Linked DNA regions of Bombyx mori: region 1 is linked to region 2. Evidence: chromatin contacts called from public Hi-C data. All regions are on one chromosome and are shown on one strand. Each heading gives the region's core, a stretch centred on a gene start, on an enhancer-like site or on the middle of the called end of the contact. The rest is flanking DNA. Distances are from core to core; before and after follow the strand shown. Region 1 overlaps Fatp (fatty acid transport protein). Region 2 holds the start of LOC101746531.

What was found. A called contact is a pair of places that touch in the nucleus more often than the background predicts.
Region 1: a contact with region 2 is called in a Hi-C map of midgut, with 2.2 times the contacts expected there. The contact joins the enhancer-like site here to the promoter of LOC101746531 in region 2. A contact is called at or near these places in 2 of 7 Hi-C or Micro-C datasets (midgut and whole pupa).

The regions. Positions count from the first base shown.
Region 1 is chr4:6,740,370-6,746,798 of ASM3026992v2, reverse strand. It overlaps Fatp (fatty acid transport protein), which reads right to left. Exons shown (of 14, transcript NM_001134255.1): 4 at 5,872-6,022; 5 at 4,853-5,090; 6 at 4,120-4,369; 7 at 3,387-3,588; 8 at 1,262-1,372; 9 at 6-87. Among protein-coding and RNA genes, the nearest start is that of LOC101746772, 22 kb to the left of the region's middle. Within about 2 kb of position 4,943, at least 4 of the 8 cell types and tissues checked have open chromatin away from gene starts, as enhancers often do.
Region 2 is chr4:6,700,326-6,706,497 of ASM3026992v2, reverse strand. It overlaps LOC101746531, which reads left to right and starts at 3,373. Exons shown (of 18, transcript XM_004929181.4): 1 at 3,373-3,919; 2 at 4,605-4,950; 3 at 5,042-5,144. The coding sequence starts at 3,781.

The DNA.
Region 1 (6,429 bases), core at 3,694-6,193, 39 kb before region 2:
CCTACCGATATTTGCGTTGCCTTCTGTTGCGCCATAAAACTCGACGACACGTTTGATGTTGAAGCGTTTGACGAATTCTGTCCAGATCTAAATGATTTCAAATTATGAAAATTTATATTGGATTTATTTCTGATATAATTTCTACTTATTTATTTTATTTATGTACACACTAAAAAAGAAGACATAGTACACAGTAATAGGAAAATTATAAACAAAGGCACTGCTTATTTCTTTAAGAAATCTCTTCCAGCAGACCTGCGAGAGGATTATGAGAATAATAATTAAAAGTGATGAGTGTGTGTAGAACAGCTAAAATAACAAATACAATATGAGAATTATAGTAATGCACATACACATAGCAAATATTGTTAAAATTGAATACAAAATATTATAAGTAACACAGTATATACGAAGAGTATAGAACAATGATCATTCGGTTGATGAGAGATAGAATTGTTTGACCTTGTATTTAAAAACAGAAACAGATTTGCAAACTCGGATGTCAGCCGGCAACGAATTCAAAGAATTGTGTATTTACGAGATTATACTTTTTTTATTGCTTAGATGGGTGAACGAGCTCACGGCCCATCTGGTTTTAGAGGTTACCGGAGCCCATAGATCTAAACAACGTAAATGCCACCACAGGCCTTAAGTCAAGAGCCTATTACTGCCCTTCACGGCAGAAATAGGCAGGGTTGTAGTAGACATTATTTCTACTTGTATATCTACTATACTAGTCGCTTTAATTAAACTTTTATTGGACACGAACTACGAGCTAATAAACAGTAGTTATTAGATTTCTAAGTACGTTGCTATTGCGAAACTTTTAATATTGTTCGGCCTACAAACAGAAATCTTATTAGACCTACTTTCAAAGTCACGCATAAATGGTCACGCCAGTAGATTCCTTGATAAAGTTGTTGGTGCGAACTTATCGTGTAACTTAGTAGAGGTACGAGGTAAATTAAATGTATATCACTTTGACCCTCTTTCCCCTAAAAGAGGTTAACGAGAGGAAGGGAGTGTAAATTAGATGAATTAAACTAGGCTACGTTATAAACGTTTGTAGGTTAAGGGCTCTATGAAACATTTCGGGTCACCTGTGTACTTGATAAAGTCTTTATTTAGTTAAATATTGAAATGAAAATAACTTTAATGGAGTTCATTTTCGAAGTGTACTGCAAACCGATGATATTAATAAAATTTGAAAACGCAGTCAGGATAATATGTCGAATGGCATGTTATCGAAATGCATACTCACGGTTGGCCTCATTCCATTGCCGTATACGGTTCGAACTTTGTGTTGCCTGTCAGTTGCGGACGGAGGTGTTGCTAGGATATACCGACACATCTCCCCAATGTAGTGAGCGGCCTGTGAATACAAATCAAAGTGTATTTTCAGTTCGTAATTTGTATGAAGACAATAAAGGAATTGAATAAATTTTAAGTAATTTATAAGTTAAGTTTTTTTAAGTTATTTAAATTTTAAATATCTTATGTTCTATGATAACTACAGATACAGATAAAACTTAGTGTGTCAATGTTTAAAATTTTTAAAATAATCTTAAAGTAATGTACATTAAAATGGTCACAATTTCTTTAAAATTATAGTCGTAATGTCGTGTTTTGTGGGTTTTTACATTTTTAAATCAAACTAGACTTCTTGTTTTGAATTTTTACTTTGTACAATGTATAATGGTATGTAATGTGTGTAATAATTAGGTTAGGTTATAATAATTTAAGACATTGACTAAAATGAAGATTATATTGAGTTTAATCAACAGAAACTGCTGACCGCGTATTCACATGCATTTGTATGATTTCTTTTATTTTAATAGTTTGTTTATTGGATTGGCTCTCAATCTCATTGTAACTAATCCATTTTAATGTCATAATTATTTATTACTAGCTGACCCGGCAGACTTCGTAGTGCCTCAATCGATAAATAAAAAACCTAAACTTTTGTATAAAATAAACTTAATACAAACAAAAGGAATCCGTCCGAAGTCCGAAGTCCGAAGTCCGTCACATCAAAGAGAAATCAAAATTATTATATTTATTTAGTTCCAAGAATTTTAATATTTATCTACCTTTTAAACCTTCTCTGGACTTGTACAAATAATTCAAGACCAAAATTAGCCAAATCGGTCCAGCCGCTCTCGAGTTTTAGCGAGACTAACGAACACCAATTCATTTTTATATATATAGATAACTTTCAAATTTATTGCATTGTGAGACAAGCTAGATTTACAGCCCCCAATGTTTGACAAAATTTACACATATGTGTAAATTTGCTTTCACTTACCTCTTACATGAGAAAATGTTCAAGTTGCTCTACAGGTTTACCAACATTGACATTCAAAATATGCCTCAGGTTTCTTTTTACTGACTCTAAGCTTCCATAGCACTTAGTCTAACTATTAATTCTCCGAAATTAACAGTATGAAATTTTTGTGAGTACCATATGACGGCATGATGCTAAGTTTTTTGATAACACGAGTCTCAGATGCGATTCGTAAAATAAGGAATAAATAATAGTTTAAAAAAACTAAAAAACACGCTTTATATAAAATTCAACAAAAACATAGAAAATAAATTTTAATAAATTTAAATTGAAAATAGTGTAAAAAAATATATATTTATTGTAAAAAAAGCGTGTAAAAGTAATTTTAATTAATGTTTACGAATCGCAAAAAGTAAATGAAAGTACCGATTCGTAAGTGATTTTTCGTAAATTTCCAAAGGTAAACTAAGACTAAATCTGGAACATTTGTTGTCTGTTTAACATAAAATTTACAAATACTAAGAAAAATTGCATTAAAAAATGTTGTAGTTTCAGATTGTTTTGTGTGAGTAATCACGCTCTTTATAACGAATTAAGAACTTAATTCTACAATAACAGTTAAATCATCTAATCCTAGCATATCGACAGTATCTATATATTAATACGTGAAGCAAAAACTTTGTACCCCTTTATACAAAAATTGCGCGGACGGAGGAATATGAAATTTTCCAACTAATAGAGAATAGAGAGAAAAAGTGCAGAATGCTAATATTCTTTTTAAATTATGGATTAAAAATACATTAGATCAATAAAGAAAACATTACACACACTACCATGTATTTGACACACACATATACTCTTTGTTTATTGTCAAACTTTTGTTATTGCTTAAAGTCTGTAAGTGTCTTCAAATTGAGAATAAGTTAGTTTTGTTTATCTTTAATATTACGAGTATTTGTCTATAGTGTAGCCTTGGCGAAATCTGTAACAATAGGTCCATAATAATGTTGAAACTTATAATTTCAATTAATTATAATCGAATTTCGACTACTGCGGGACCACTAGTAATAGTAAAACCAGTTGATTTAGTATTAATTCTTACCGTTGCTTTGAATTTAATGCAATCCGGGAAATATGCAGACGCCGAAAATTTCGCTCTCAAAGCTACAGTGCACCCGAATATGAAGGCCTGACCAACTGAAATACACCCTCCAGCTGAATGATACAAAGGCATTGGACAGTACATTATATCGTTTTTTCTCAATCCACCTAAATAATGTACGCCCGATGCCATGAACACCATCCTGCAAATAAGCCACAATTAAAAAATGTATAGGTAAACGTAATAATTTTGAAGTCGTCGTGGCCTAAAGGATAAAGACGTCCGGTGCATTCGTGTTGAGCGATGCACCGGTGTTCGAATGTCAGGCGGGTACCAATTTTTGTAATGAAATACGTACTCAACAAACGTTCACGATTGACTTCCACGGTGTAGGAGTAACATCGTGTAATGAAAATCAATCCCGCAAAATTATAATTTGCGTAATTACTGGTGGTAGGACCTCTTGTGATTCCGTGCGGGTAGGTACCATCGCCTTGCCTATGTCTGCCGTGAAGCGTAATGCGTTTCGGTTTGAAGGGTGGGGCAGCTGTTGTAACTATACTTGAGACCTTAGAACTTGTATCTTAAGGTGTGTGGCACATTTTCGTCGTAGATGTCTATGGGCTCTAATATCCACTTAATACCAGGTAGGCTGTAAGCTCATCCAACCATTTAAGCAATAAAAAAAGGCAACATTCCAGTAACGCGAACTTTATAGTTATTCCTTTGTTACCTTGACGGAGATATAACTGCTGCTTTGGGCAATCCAGTAGTCCCTGACGTGTATATATATAGAAGTTTTCCGGTGAAGCCTTCTCCGTCGGAAAGACTCCACGGGGCAGGAGGTGTAGTCTCCAACATATGAGTGAAATCGTTTTCCGATTCTACAACCCTAACAGCATCACCTGATGCATTTAGGGGTCTCCGGTTGTATCTATACAGTTTTATTGCGGGATTTATTTCATTTGATATTTCATCGAATGCTGAAATAAATAGATCAAGTTTAATTAACAATACTAGACAATACTAGATTTATACTAGTACAGATATAGATTATGAAATGCATTGTCTGATCTGCCGACCCTGTAGACCGAATGGTAAACCGTCGACGTCGCCCAAAGCACGTCATTACGGATCCTCCTGATCCATTAACGGTGCTTTTAGGCACCACAAGCACCGGTCACCGTCCTCGTCGAACCCGTCGCTTGCGACGAAGGGCTCGACGAGTGAATTAGCCCATAGACACAGCCCACTGAGTTTCTGGCCGGATCTTCTCAGTGGGTCGCGTTTCCGATCCGGTGGTAGATTCTGCAAAGCACTGCTCTTGCTAGGGTCAGTGTTAGCAACTCTCCGATTTGAGCCCCGTGAGCTCACCTACAAACGTTAGGGCGAAGCTGAAATAGGCTCTCAAGGCTATAAGCATAGGTATGGGGAAAAAAGTCTGATCTGTGTATTTATGTACCTACCACTCTGAAACTCGCTTCCGTATATCACAACGTTACATTTCGCAACGTTAACCGAATGCAGAAGAGCGTTTCCGGTTTGGTTCGTGTTTATGAGAGGCGACACGCCTCCCATGCGAGCTACGCCTAGCCACGTCGCCGGCAATTCCGGACAGTTATTCATCATTACGCCGACAACATCTCCACGTTTCACACCATGATTCTTAAGCACTGCCGTAACACGAAGACTGAATTCTTCGACCTGTATTTAATTTTTCACAGATTATTTAGAGATTTACATTCGTCAGTCTCATTAGTAATATTACGGCCACACACGTTTCAAATTTACGGTAGATTTAATATTGAATTAATTAATTAAAGACATTTTTACTGACACATTTACTTGTGATAAGACCTCTTGTGAGTCCGCGCGGGTAGGTACCACCACCCTGTCTATTTCTGCCGTGAAGCATATCTTAAGTTTTGAAGGGTGGGGCAGCCGTTGTAACTTTACTTGAGACCTTAGAACTTATATCTCAAAGTTGGCTTCTATGGGCTCCAGTAACCACTTAACACCAGGTGGGCTGTGAGCTCGTCCACCCATCTAAGCAATAAAAAAAAACATTGTTACCTCCTTATCTTGATGATTGCAAAATTATTTATATGGTTGGTTATATTTAATAATTTTATGAAAACGAAAAGAAAACCGGTCTATAAAAGTAACAGAGTAATATCGTAAGTTAAAGGTTTTCAAGGTTCTTCGCATAATTAATTCAACTCATAATACTATGTACAATGTATAGGCCTTTTATTAAAAATAAGATTTGCATCAGGTTAATTTTGTTATCGTTTAAGACAGTTATATATTATATATTATACTGTTACACCGAGAGTTATTGGTTAATTAAAATCAATACAAAAGAGAACGGACATTTTAAAAATTTCTTAACGTGTCCCAATTGGTTCCCATTGTGAAAACGGTTTTGCTGTATCGGAATATTTCTGCTAAATATGATTCAAGTACAAAAAAATATATGTTTTACCTGTTTAAAGGACCATGACTCGTTCTCGTAAAGGAAGCATGCTTTGTTCGGATGTCTCTTTACATTTTCATGGAATATATCGGGCATTGACCAGTTCTTCTTACCAAAATTACCCGAAAGTCTCAGGATTTTAACATAACACCACAGTGCCCTGTGAATGAAGAAAATCTCTTGAACCTCCATTGTTAGCATATAATGCAAATCACGTAACAATGAGATCATGATTTTAACGATAGCATTTTATAAATATAAACACAGTTTATGGGTAGTAAATCCATAAATCCCGGTAAATAATAGCTATGTGAAACATTTTATCATTTCAACAATGACTTCAATAGTACTAGAACGTTCTTAGTTGTAAATCATACGAGGAACGCGGTACGAAGTACGTTGTATAAATCTGTACAAGATTTTCTGAGATTTTTTTACTGCTTAGACGAGTGGACGAGCTCACAGCCCACCTGGTGTTAAGTGGTTACTGGAGCACATAGACATCTACAACGTAAATGCGCCACCCAACTCGAGATATAAGTTCTAAGATCTCAGTATAGTTACACC
Region 2 (6,172 bases), core at 2,124-4,623:
AATATGTCGGAGGTTAGGTTAGGTTAGGTTGTAGCCACTGCGGGGAGGACACGGCGCAACACACGCTCGCCGAGTGTGTAGCTTGGGAGGAGCAGCGCCGTGTCCTCACAAATGAAGTAGGAAGCGATCTGTCGCTGCCGGCCGTAGTGCGGAGGATGGTCGGCAGCGCAGAGTCGTGGGACGCGGTGGTGTCCTTCTGCGAGGACGTGATGTCGCAGAAGGAAACTGCAGAACGGGAGAGGGAGATCTCGACTCCCTTCCCCGGCCGCAGAAGGCGCACCGGGCGTAGGACAAGGGCGGACAACGCCCTTTTCCGCCCCCCATGAATGGGTCCAGGGGCGAGGGACTTGGGAAAGCCCTCGCCCCCTATTCGATGGATCTGAGACGGAGGCGCGTGCGGGTGTCGGCGCGTGCCTCTGAGGCGATGCACAGAGTAGCTGAACGCCTCACTACCCCGTGCAGGAGACGAGGCCTGGACAGACCGGGCCAGCACTGGTGTGGGGCTGCGGAAGAATTTGGATTCCCGCGGCCCTGCGCGCAGGTGTGGGTGGACACCGGGGTGGTTTTAGCCGGTAGGAGTCCGGCACGCCCCTCCGCTTTTCCCCAGGCGGAGGTAGTCCACGAGGATTTCCCCCCGAAAAAAAAAACAAAAAAAGGTTAAGTTGTAGTGGTGCCACCTAGGCGCGGGGACCTCGTAGGAGGTTCGGCCCCCAACCCGAAAAAAAAAAAAAGTTGTAGTGGTGCGCATATGCTCACATTTACCAAAACGACATGGTCATTGTGAATTCAATGTACATTTATTTCCCTTCTTTCAAATTGTAAATTCTAGTTGAATGCACATTACCCAAACGAGGAGGCAAAATGCACATTTACCGGAAAATGCCGCAATATCTATTTTTACCGGAACATACACATACATAGTTACTTAATTAAATTACTGTGTAGGCAGATAATTACACTAGATTATGATTAAATAGATCATAATTTATCGTTATTTTTATTATCTTGGAATTATTTTATCTGCGATTAGTTTTGGTATTCGTAAACAACAAAATCCTGAAAATAAATTATTTTTTTATCAGCGTAAATGTTATTGAATTTATTTCGTCACAGAGTGAATAGTGACGCGCATCTTGTAATTTGAGGGATCACGGTTTGTCCAGAGAATTAGCTACATTTTTACTCCGCTTGCAGATCACGAGGTAAAGTTCACCAAGCATAAGGGCGGGGCGGTCGCAAGCACGTTTTACATGAGCGCGGAAGGTCAATTTCGGATATTGACCTTCGTGACTTAGTGTATTGTTTGACTAAAGAGGGGATCGAGGGGTTTAGGTTCTTTGGCTTTGATTGAATTGAGATCGAAGTTTCTTTTATATTGGACTAACGGCCCATCTTAGCATTCATACCAAAATCCATGATTACTTCTTGGTATAAATTAGTAGGTACCTGTTAGAACGGTATGTTGACTTCACAAGGTTCGGCGCTCTACGCTACGCTTTTGTCCTGCTTTTGACATGCGTATCCATTTATATTACGTTTTGCTATGAGGGTAAGAGCTCACTGAGGCGGGTCTCTTACGAACTGGCTTACGGCCCATCTATTGTTAAGTGGTTACTGGAGCCCATACGCATCACTGCGTGAATACCGCCACACACCTTGAAACATAAGGTCTAATTCTCAAGTGTACAGTATAAATTATAATAAGTATATACTCGTACAGTAAAAGCTCTTAATTCGCGGGGTGTATGTTCTATAAATAAACCGTGAATACGGATAGTAATTGATAAGGGACTAGCTGTCCCGGCAGACTTCGTAGTGCTTCAATCAATAATTAAAAGACCTAAACTTTTGTTATAAAATAAACTGAAATAGATTATAGGATATAGACGTTCCTAGGCGACAAAAAAACAAATATATTAAAAAAAAACAATTTAATTTAAGATTTTGAAGATTTTGATTAATTATCTTAAGACTTAGACAATGGTTTGATACGCAATTTGCGTCTCAAATAGCCTCTCAAGGCTCTCAGCTTAGGTAGGAAAAAAAAAAAAAAACCTACCAATGCGAGATCACAAGACGCCCTACCACCTATAAAAGATGTGAAGACTACTCTTCGACAGGTGGAACCTGTACTTTGTAAACGCAAAATCTTTGTTAAGGCATGAAGTACCACTTCATTTAGTTCAAGACCCACAGAAATCGAAATGAATGAATGACATAACACGTATAGTGATGGCCTAGTACAAGATGATTTCACGAACGAATTAGTCGCAATCTGTTAAAAATTATAATCGATTCTACAGTGGTCCATTTTTCGACTCAAGAATCGAGATATTTTTCAACTATCCGTTCAATCGTATGTGAGGGATTTACATACGTATATGTTTACGTACTCGGTATATGGATACAAATATCGGAGAGTACTCAGATATGTGCAGAGGCTTGGCTCTGCCCCTGGTATTGCCGACGTCCATGAGCGTTGTAACCACTTACCATCAGGTGGGCAGTATATTCATCTGGGTTTTTTTCTCATCATCTGGTTCATGGTTTTTTTATACTTATTTGCATCATTTTACTAACTCAATGCTACTAATACTCTTGACTTCATAGACTTCTTTGAAAAAGTAGCTATCAACATAATTCTCTAATTATGGCCGCCTATAACTAAATATTCGACCCAGGCGACGGGGCAACGTAAAGTCGGCGTCGCCCCAAATATGTCTGGCCGGATCCTTTTTATCCACTCTCGATGTTCTCCAAGCACCGGCCACCATTCTCGTCGAACTTAGAGAAAACAAAAAGTTGGACTAGAAACCTAGCCCAATTTTTTTCCGGCAAGAGGCCGAAGCTCATACGAGGTGGCCGCGTCTCGAAGGCATGCGAAGTATGTGCAACTTGACGATCTGCAGATGTGGGGAGCAGACTGTAGGCCCAAGGATGCTTTTAGTGTTCTACCCACCAAACAACTCCCCTTGCACTCTCTCTCCCGACATCTCCACCCGGGATCAAAACGGGAGCATCGTAGTAACAACAGTCGGCAGCGACAGGTCAGGTACTAATTTGGTGACGAGGACGCAACGCTACTCTGCAAAAGCGGAGCGATACGTGAACTTGTGTCTCCCTAGGTGCGGACACCTTATATGAAGTTCGGACCCCTATCCAAAAAAAAAACCCTTAAACACAACCCAATGACTTTCTCGCCCGATCTTTTGAGTGGGTTACGATTCCGATCTTGTGAAAAAATTCAAGGAACGACTGCTCTGACTAGGGCTAGTTCTAGTGTTAGGCAATTCTCTCAAGTTAAGTACGTGAACTCATCTATCCGTCCACGCGTAGCTGGAACAGCCCTATTAGCTTATAACGATTAGGTAGGGGAAAGTCATAGCCATACTTACGTCTTCATAGTAAATACGGTCGTCCTTATTTCCGGGCAATTGCTTTCGTATCCATGATTGCATAAATTATGTCTTCTGGAGTGAATATTGTGGACTCATATTCATCAATTTATAATGAAAAAATTGAGATTTTTCAATCGTGATTGGTGTCTCGTGACAATCTCCAGATCGATTCAAGTCGACTAAGGCAAAATCATCGAGATATTTTTAAAATTCGACTTGAATATTTTAGATGCCTCCAATCGCTATGGTTACTAAGCCGTACTACACTACGTAACTACGTTACAATTACAAATGAATTTTAATGAACTTCAAAACAATCTACTGGCTTAAGGAGATACTAGTGTAGGTTAACCTCATAGACCGAAATTAAATAGTAGGCGAAATGTCTCATTTTAAGTTAATATCTTCAACGAAAGCTTCAGACATAATTCCTGTGAACAAGTACGTGTCGGAAAAAACAGGACTTACAGTAATAATAGCTGATGTCGAAGGACCGCTTGTGAACGGGTACTTCTGTCTTGGTAATTTTTACAACATTGCATTAAAAAAATACTATATAATAAAATATAAGTACGTAAAAACTATTTGAAGGTATGTACTTATTATTGAATTACATGTTTAGCATCTAAATCAAACTCAAACAATTATGCATTTTTGTACCAACTTAAAAGTACACAACAAGTAAACAACTCACTCAATAATTTTGGATTTTGAATTACAACCTGTATCAGATTCGGTAGAGATTTAGTTTCCAACTGTTTGTTGAGATAAAAATAGTAAATTTAATTATAATAATGGAGAAAAGACCTGGATCAGTTAGATTATTATCTTCTGCAAATCTATTGAAGATATTGTAGACTGAAGATGTTTATAATTATGGTCAGTTTATAAGTTAACTCTACATAATTTTCATACTCACTGGAAACATGAATTATGTTTTATTTCCCATACCCCTCCCTCTAAATTATAGCTCGATTATGTGAAAGAACTTTGTCAATATTTCCATTCCATGGATAATTTTGGTTTAAATTAAGAATTATTGCAATAAATCAATAATTTTCACTGCATTTATAAGTGTAGATTATTCAAAAGAACTTAATTATAACATATGAAAATAAATTATCAGTTTTATCTTAAAAATCTCAGTTGACAATAGCATACTGTTGTAAAAATAATGTTAAATAATGATTTTTTTGTGTTCTACAGCAACAGAAGCTCATGATGATGATGGGCTGCCACATACATTGGAACATCTTGTTTTCTTGGGTTCTAAACGCTACCCTTACAAGGGTGTACTTGACCAACTTGCAAATCGTTGTATGGCACATGGTACGAATGCATGGACCGACACAGATCACACGTGTTACACTATATATACTGCAGGGGACGAGGGAATGCTAACATTGTTGCCAATATACATCGATCATATTTTACATCCAACCTTAACAGAACAAGGGTTCATTACGGAGGTACATCATATTGATGGAGATGGAGAAGATGCTGGTGTTGTATATTGTGAGATGCAGGGTCGTGAAAATTCAGCTGATAGTAGGTTAGCAAACAAAATAATATTAATTACATGTATAATTGTATTAAAACAATGATTTTTGTAATTGTGTAATTTTTTAAAATGTGTTTCATAGATGTGAATTGAAATTGTTACGTGCTATGTATCCAAACTCTGGGTACTCTGCTGAAACAGGCGGTATCATGAAGAACCTTAGGACATCAACTGATAATGCAAAAGTAAGTAAGCCTTTGTGTTATAAGATTTATTACTATTGTGTTTATTACTGTTGTTATAGGATTTATTACGGTGGAGTACTGTAAATCTGTACTGGTAGCTTCTACCTCCATATTTTGGTCGAACAATCATGGGGTTCCATTTTGCAGGGTGGGACAGGCATTATACAATAAAATTGAAAGATCAACTTCATGTCTCATGGTAATGACATACACACTCTTTTGGGCTTTGTTATTCATTTGAAAACAGGTTACAGGTCACAGGAGCTCGTTCACCTGTCGGTGTCAAAAATAATAATCACATATGATGCAAATTTTGTATTGGTAGACGGTACAATACCTTTGATATTAAGAGTCGTTAGTGCCCATAGACCTCTAACCGATAGTCACAACCCCTGAGTTTCTCGCCGGATTAACTCAGTGCCTCGCAATTCCGATTACAGTTATAGATTCAATAAAGCGGTGCTCTTGGTAGGGTGAGATGCTAGCAAGTGTTCTCAGGCCGAGCCCTGTGTGCATTCCTAATAAACTGGTGGAACTGGAATAGTCCCTCAATGGTACCAGTGATTAGGGTATAGAAAAAAACCAATTCACAACGTGAATGTTCATAGGAACTTTATGCAAAGTAGATGTTACATTTTTATGTAATTTATGCAAAGTAGATGTTACATGTTGGAAATCTTAATGCATTATAGTTCACAATAAATTGACATGGATCTCTCAGATAAGATAATTATATTTTGGGGAGAGAAAGGTAAAGCGCTTTGCAAAGGATTTTGGCAGCAAATTCAAAACAAACTAATGCAGATATCATTATTTATGGTAACAACATTTGAAAAACAGATTTTCCAAATTTTACTGTCAATAATTGTGAAATATCTGAAATTTTATAAAAATTGTACTTTAATTTTTTTCATTTAGATAATTCTCAAGTTCTATCATATTTATTAATAATAAGGTAAATTGTAATATCATTATTTATATTGTTAATGTCTTCCCAAAATACTGATTCAAATTGATGATTTGAATAA